Regions from separate parts of the Hordeum vulgare genome. Here region 1 is linked to region 2. The links are chromatin contacts, called in public Hi-C maps. All regions are on one chromosome and are shown on one strand. The core of a region is the stretch at or near the end of the contact, and the rest is flanking DNA. Distances in the headings are between cores, read along the strand shown.

Region 1 (3,799 bases), core at 335-2,834, 170 kb before region 2:
CGTCTTGGCGACCAGAAGCAGGGGCGCCTTGAGGCACACGGAGAGGCCGTACAGCTCGCTCATGTCCACCGGCGGCGTCCTCCTCCCGCCGTGGCCGGGCACCTCCCAGTCGAAGCCATGCACGAGGCTCGCCAGCGCCAGCGCGTTGGACAGCATGGCGAACTCCACCCCGGGGCAGCCCCTCCTCCCGCCGCCGAAGGGCAGGAACGAGAAGCCCCGCCCGGCGCCGCCGCCGAGCTCGTCCCCGACGAACCTCTCCGGCGCGAACTCCTCGGCGCGGGGACCCCACGTTGCCGGGTCGCGGCCGATGGCCCAGGCGTTGATCAGGACTCGGGTGCCCGCCGGCACGTCGTGGCCCTGCAGCCGGGTGTCCTCCACCGTCTCCCGCGGCAGCAGCAGCGGCGCCGGCGGGTGGAGCCGCAGGGTCTCGTTGACCACCGCCTTCAGGTACGGCAGGCGCGGGAGGTCGGCCTCCGTGACGACGGCGCCGGGGACGACGGCCGCGCGGGCCTCGGCCTGGAGCCTGCGCATCTCGTGCGGGTGGTTGATGAGCTCCGCCATCGCCCGCTCCAGCAGCGCCGAGGTCGAGGCCGTGGCGGCGGCGAGCACGTCCAGGATGATCGACTTGATGCTGTCCGTGCCCAGCTCGCCGGCGTCCAGCATCACGTCCACGAAGTCCTCCTCGTGCACGGTGGCGGAGTCCGCACGGCGGCGCTGGCGGTGGTCGGCGATGACCCGCTCCAGCAGCCCGTCCATCTCCTCGAAGACGCGCTTGGCCCTCCGCTCCAGCCCCGTCACCGTGTCCACCCATCCCAGCCACGGCACCGACTCCCCCATCGGCACCGTGCCGAGGAGCTCCTCCATCTCGCCGAACGCCTTCTTCAGCCTCGCGCCGTCGCCGCCGCCTTCCTCCACCCCGCAGCCCGCGCCGCCGAGCGTGCAGCGGGAGATGACCGCGTTGGAGTAGACGACGAGGCTGTCGCTCAGGTTCACGACACCGCCGGCGCGGCGGACGCGGTCGAGGAGCGCGGCGGCCTCCTGCGCCCGGACGCGGCCGAGGGAGGCGACGCGGCGCGCGCTGAGCATGTGGACGGCGCAGACGCGGCGCGCCTGGCGCCAGTGCTCGCCGTAGGGCGCGAAGCCGATGCCGCCGTTGCCGTAGTAGAAGCGGTCGACCATGAGGAGCCTGGGGCGGCCGGCGAAGTCCACGTCGCGGGTCTTCATGGCCTCCTCCGCGGCGGCCGCGGAGGACGCCACGACGGTGGACACGCGGCCGAGCCGCAGGTGCATGACCGGGCCGTGGGACGCGGCCAGGGACCGGAGGCTCCGGTGCGGCAGGCTCCCGAGCAGGTGGAGGTGGCCGACGACCGGCAGGCCCCGCGGCGACGGGGGCAGCCGCAGCCGCGGCGCATTGCTGCTGCTGCGCCTGGTGGAGAAGGAGACGAGGAGGGTGATCACCACGAGAAGGAAGGCGAGGACGACGGTGATGAGCACCGGCGAGTCCAACGGCGCGACAACCATTTCTGCTGCAACCATCCTGGCTAGCTTGTGTCGCGTCGCGTGTACCCAAGCTTAGCCACTAGTACTTGTACTTGTTAGAAGCTCGTGCGTTGCCACGTCGTGTCGTACGTGACATATACGGCGCCACTAAAAGAGATATCCTCTACACGTAACACAAGAGGCACATACATATTAAGCACGAGTGAACGTGTTGTTTTCAGCCATCACACAGCATATATACTTTTCTTCCTCGCCGCACGAATTGCTGTCAAACTTAAGTAGCACCGTCGGGATAACCCGGGTAGACTCGTCAAGCCTCCTCCTTCATTTCCAGTCCAAAGAATATGAACATATATAGTTTACTAAGGTCCAAGTCTTCTAGCTGGCTAGCCTGCGCCTATCGGCTAGAGGACCAGGCGGCCATCCCTCTGGTCGGCCAGTCAACCCCTGCCGGCTAGAGTCGAGGCGATTACCTCTTCTGGGCTGGCCTGGTCCAGCCAGCCGGCTAGGAACGAGGCGTCCGCGCCCAAGCCGGCCAGCCAAGCAGGCTAGTCGGCCGAGGATCACAAGTCACATCAAATCGTAGGTCAGGATGAGACCTTACAATTAAAGGTAGCTACGCGTCAGCAAAGGTACTGGATCGGGGCGTCCGGCAGGTACGAGCGTCGGCTGCCACGCCGCTGACCTACCCCGGCTCTGATCCATCACCTAGCATAGTGTCGGACCGTCACACTCCCACTCCATTACTGTACTCGGCGTGGGGAACAGTGGAGGCGGTTGTACTACCTGCCCATGACGAATCTCTCTGGACGACGCTCGACGTACTTCGCGTGCTCGGCGTCAACCTTACGCGAGAGCTTCATTGGCCAGCCGGCGGGTCCCACTGCCAATCGAGACCATGCAGCCGGCGGGCCCCTCAAACGACAAGATAAGACTCTAGTGGCCCCCTGGCCAGCCGGAGAGGTTGCCAGTCGGGTCCCACACTTGTACCCTTTATCCATACTGTAGGCCGGCGGGTTCGTCTATAAAACCCCCCGGTTGCCCTCCATGCAGGGGGACCGATCATTCCACGGACGAACAACACTACACACTCACCAACCACATAGAGACGAGCCGGCTGCTCCCCTCTTCCTCCTCCCAACACAGCTCCAGGAGCAACTCTATACTCGGTTTATACACATCAAACACTCCGGCAGGACTAGGGGTCTTATCTATACGGAGAGCCGTGAACCTGGGTACATCGTGCATTCCATGCTTGTACCAACCTCGTTCCCAGCGCCCTCCTTTGTCCCTTCGGTTCTCACCGACTTTAGCCTACCTATGGCATATGTTGTGAGTACTCATGGACATTTGGCGCCCACCGTGGGGCCGATCGCGGCATCGGCTGGCTTTACGCGCTGGGCCGCATCGCATCGAGATCAGTTTGCATGCCCGTGGAGCCCGCTTTCGACGAGGCAACGCCGATGATGATCGACGTCCCCGTCCGCCACGCGGATTCAGACGAAGATTCTGATGACGAGGCGCTTCCTAGCGTCGTCGTCGCTGCTATGGAGAACCTCATCGTTCTCTTCAGTGACCTGCGTCTCAACGACGGTCCGCGCTACTACGGCGAGGACTTCGACGTTGAGGCGCTCTGCGTCAGCTTCAGCAGGATCTCTATCGCCGAGACGCCTGTCCATGACATATATCCCAGCAACGTCCTCGTCTTTGACGGCCCTCCGCCGTCGGTGGGATGCTTCACCCCATACCACGTTGCTGCCGTCTCCAACGTCATGGAGGTGATGGTTATCGGTGCTGGCACCAGCACAGCTCATGGCAAAGCGTCAGCAGACGCTGGTGAGCCTACTGCTGCCACCTCAGATACTCTTCGGGACGCCATCGCCGGCCTGAAGACACCCGTCGCCGCTTCCGCAAACCCTACTGACGCCCGGGCCTCACTGGAGGAGGCTCGCAAGCGTATCTTGGAGGAGGGCATCGCCGTCGCCTCGGCAAAGCGTCGGATGGAGGCCACGTAGCGCGAGTATAACTCCGCATACGGTCCCACTCCGATTTTCGAGGCCCCTAGCTGGCTTGGATTGGTCCGCAGCCACGACCGGTTCATTGCCGAAGTCCTAGGTGGCGATCTGTCCACCTACGAGACCCGTGCAGCCAACATGCGAGCGGCGCAGGCGGCCATGGAGGAGATGGCGAGCCTGGAAGGCGAGGAGCGCGCTTTCCAGGAGAAGCGGGTCAAGGATCTGCTTGACGCCGCCAACCAGCAACACGCTCGGCTTGACCCTGGTCAAGCCCAGTCAGAGTC
Region 2 (3,636 bases), core at 970-3,469:
ATAAACGTCGACACGGTTCCGGCAAAGTTGGCAGCAGTGCGCAAGCTGAATCTGGTATGGCCATTGTCCACTCTATTTTCAGAAGCTGATCCTGTTGTGAATTTGGCAAAAATAAAAAACATATAGATACTCTCTCAGTTTCAATGTGTTTTCCTTGGGCCTCGGGAAACAAAAAAGATGTAATGATTGTTGTATTCCGACTTAATTGGTTTGGGAATGTCTGATTGGTCGTAGTGTGTCATTTACAACTGGCATATAAGGCCTTGTCAGATTGGCACACTGTAGTTCAGAAACATCACCACAAATATCAGATGCTCATACAGATCGGTTATGCTAGAGATCAAGGAGCGTATGAAAGAGTTTGAAGATATTGATGTCATCCACGAAAAAGGGACCTTAAACCACCATGCTCAGAGTCAGAGTGATCATTTGCATCTCTTGCTTATTCTTCTCACTTGTTTTCCGTATTTTCTCTCTCCCAATATTTTTTCTTGGCATGGCTTGTTATGGAAAATATGTGTAGCTCTCATTTTCTCCATACGTTTCTGTTTTCAAGGAGAATTCGTACTCCTTTTGGAATTACCATCTTTAAAAACATTGTAGATTCCAATCTCTTGTGTAGTACTAAACTCCATGCCCCCTCCTTCTTCTGTCACATGTGTTGTTGCCTTGTCATCAGTGAGCTCCAGAAAACACATCTACAAGGTAGCCATTTAGTTAGCATTTTAGTTAACACTGTGCACATGTAAGTAACTCTATAATGTTGGACAAGAATTGATTCGACTACATCTGAACGAACTTATCTTGCTTCCAAGAAGAGTATAATCAGATTTTGCTTATATTCATGTTTTCTTAACATGTTTGGAATGTTGTTTCCTCCAAAATGTAGCATTTACCTTTCATTTGGAGCATATGATGCATTTTTTTATCAGCTGCTGACTGAAAAAAAAGCCACTTGTCTGATAAAAATACTATCCACGAGTTAGACTTAATTACTCCCTCCATCACAGTATATTGGGCGTATCTTCAAAATGATAATTTTTCACGGTTAGAAGAAAATAAGGCGCATGACATTAATTAGCTTATTAATTGAGGTGTTTTGGAAACCGTCTTCACCAATACATGCGAGGAAGTCACTCGTTTAGTGGACGGGGGGTTACTAATGCGTCAGTTTTACGATTAATTAGGCGCTTATACAGCTCGTCGGTTCGGTTTTTTCTATCAATAGAAAAACATCTAGGTCCCAGAGCCGTGTGAGATACGCCCAATATACTGTGATGGAGGAAGTAATTGTCTTCCAGATGCCTTCAAATATATACAAGTTCTCTGATAAGGTGGTAGTCATGGGAAGACTATTTTTGGTTTACGTTGTAATTGTTTTCATTAACCACTTACTTTTTGTTTTTTTTGCTTCTTTTCAGCTTTCAGGTCCTAAAATGAGAAGGTAAGGATTGTACCCGAGCAGTATGAGAAGACCCAGCTCCATAATCTCAGAAACCAAAAGTTTGGCATTTAATATTTTTGGTTCTAAAATTTGTTTAAAAAATGGCCATTCCAATTGTAGATTCTTAATTGCTTAGAATTATTTTATACTTTCTCTGTAAACTAATATAAGAGTATTTAGATAACTAAAATAATGATCTAAACGTTTTTATATTAATTTACGGAGGGAGTAGGTTGGATTCCTTGGGTTCATATTTAGTCAAGAACAAAATATTTTCAAGATTGGTAGTACGTCTGAGTGGAGGTCTGATGATGAAAGCATGCTTGTTTGTATGATGATAAAAGCACAATTAGTGGAGGTCTTTGGAAAAGAGCGAATGAATCGCAAGATAAATTAAAGAAGAAGAAGAAGAAATATTTTCCGGAACGCACAAATTAGTGGACGTATCACGGTCAGGTAGGGTAACGCGCATCTCGATAAAGACAAGCAGCCGCTTAAAAAGCAATTAGCCTAGCTAACCTCCTTCCTTAACCAAGAAGGATACACCTCTTTCACTGACATCTCCGCGACTCCACCCCTGCCCTGCCCTGCCCTGCCGCTCAATCATTCATTACTCCTCTTCCCTCCCACTCCGCCCACACTGCTGCTACAGCTACCAACGCCGGCCGCCGGCGAGATCTCCCTTGCCGTGCTTCCATCTCATCATCAGGCCTCCCTCCCTCCTGTGTGGATCTAATTTTGCTGGCTGGCCTCCCTCCCGTCCCGTCTGGCTATCTCCACTCCACTGTACTCCCCTCTCCTCCACCTACGCTGCTGCAGCTCCCAACGCCGGCGTCCGAGCTCCTCCACCACCCGGCAGGTACGATACGATCTCCCTCGCCGTGCTACTCCCTCCCCCGTAACTCTTGGGCTTAGTGCCCGTGCCTTACTTCCATTAATCCAATCCAGCCTCTTCTTGACGGCAGCTACTTTTGCTACAGTGCATTCGAGCTCTCGCGCCTCACACGAGCACAGAGTGGTCGCGTCGCTCTCGGCGGGGCATGGGGAAAATACGGCGGCCGGCCAAGGGGCCACCGGAAGCCGTGGGAGTCAAGGACGCCCAAGGGGTTGCTGTGGGGAAGATGTGGCGGCCACGCCGACCTGCCAAGGCGCCACTAAAAGCGGCGGGAGTTGAAGACCCCAAAGGGGACGCCGTCGACGGTGAGGTCGAGGCGTCGGTGCCAGGAGCTCCGGTGGTCGCGGCCGCCAGGGAGAAGGGGCCACTTGAGGATGGGGCTGCGGTGTGCCGGATAGAAGCTCTCCATGGGGCTCCGGTTATCGCCACCACAGGACAGGAACCCGAAGCGGTTGGAGTGAAGGACGCCCAAGGGGTTGCCATGCGGAAAATGTGGCGGCCACGGCGACCGGCGAAGGCACCACTGAAAGCGGTGCGAGTGAAAGACGCCCAAGGGGAGGTCGAGGCCTCGGTGCTAGGGGCTCCGATGGTCACGACGGCCAGGGGCGGGGAGAAGGGGCCACTAGAGGATGAGACTGCGGTGTGCCAAATAGAAGCTCTCCATGGGGCTCCAGTTATCACCACAACACCACAGGAGCAGGAAGAGGTTGCGGTGAAGGACCCTGAAGAGGTTGCCATGCGGAAAATGTGGCGGCCACGGCGACCGGCGAAGGCGCCACTGAAAGCGGTGCGAGTGAAAGACGACCAAGGGGTTGTTGTGATCGCCGTCGACGGGGAGGTCGAGGCGTCAGTGCTAGGGGCTCCGGTGGTCACAGCGGCCAGGGGCGGGGAGAAGGGGCCACTAGAGGATGAGATTGCGGTGTGCCGGATAGAATCTCTCCATGGGGCTATGGTTATCACCACGACACCACAGGAGCAGGAAGCGGTTGGAGTGAAGGACCCTGAAGGGGTTGCCATGCGGAAAATGTGGCGGCCACGGCAACCGGTGAAGGCGCCCCTGAAAGCGGTGCGAGTGAAAGACGCCCAAGGGGTTTCTGTGATAGTTGTCGACAGGAAGGTCGAGGAATCAATCCTAGGGGCTCCAGTGGTCATGGCCGCTATGGACAGGGAGAAGGGGCCAATGGAGGATGGGGTTGCGGTGTGCCGGATGGACGCTCTCGATGGGTCTCCAGTTAAGACACGACTGGAACCGGTCGGAGTGAAGGACGCCGAAGGGGTTGCGGCGGGGAAAGTGCGG

The links. A called contact is a pair of places that touch in the nucleus more often than the background predicts.
Region 1: a contact with region 2 is called in a Hi-C map of leaf, with 2.1 times the contacts expected there. The contact joins the promoter of LOC123394928 here to the promoter of LOC123397364 in region 2. A contact is called at or near these places in 2 of 6 Hi-C or Micro-C datasets (leaf and seedling).

Annotation. Positions count from the first base shown.
Region 1 is chr5H:571,315,277-571,319,075 of MorexV3_pseudomolecules_assembly, reverse strand. LOC123394928 ((+)-menthofuran synthase-like) reads right to left here and starts at 1,584. Exons shown (of 1, transcript XM_045089815.1): 1 at 1-1,584. The coding sequence starts at 1,536.
Region 2 is chr5H:571,150,747-571,154,382 of MorexV3_pseudomolecules_assembly, reverse strand. It overlaps LOC123397364, which reads left to right and starts at 2,219. Exons shown (of 3, transcript XM_045091934.1): 1 at 2,219-2,303; 2 at 2,410-3,126; 3 at 3,215-3,244. The coding sequence starts at 2,485. The coding sequence ends at 3,244. It overlaps LOC123394923, which reads left to right and starts at 3,144. Exons shown (of 4, transcript XR_006609626.1): 1 at 3,144-3,636.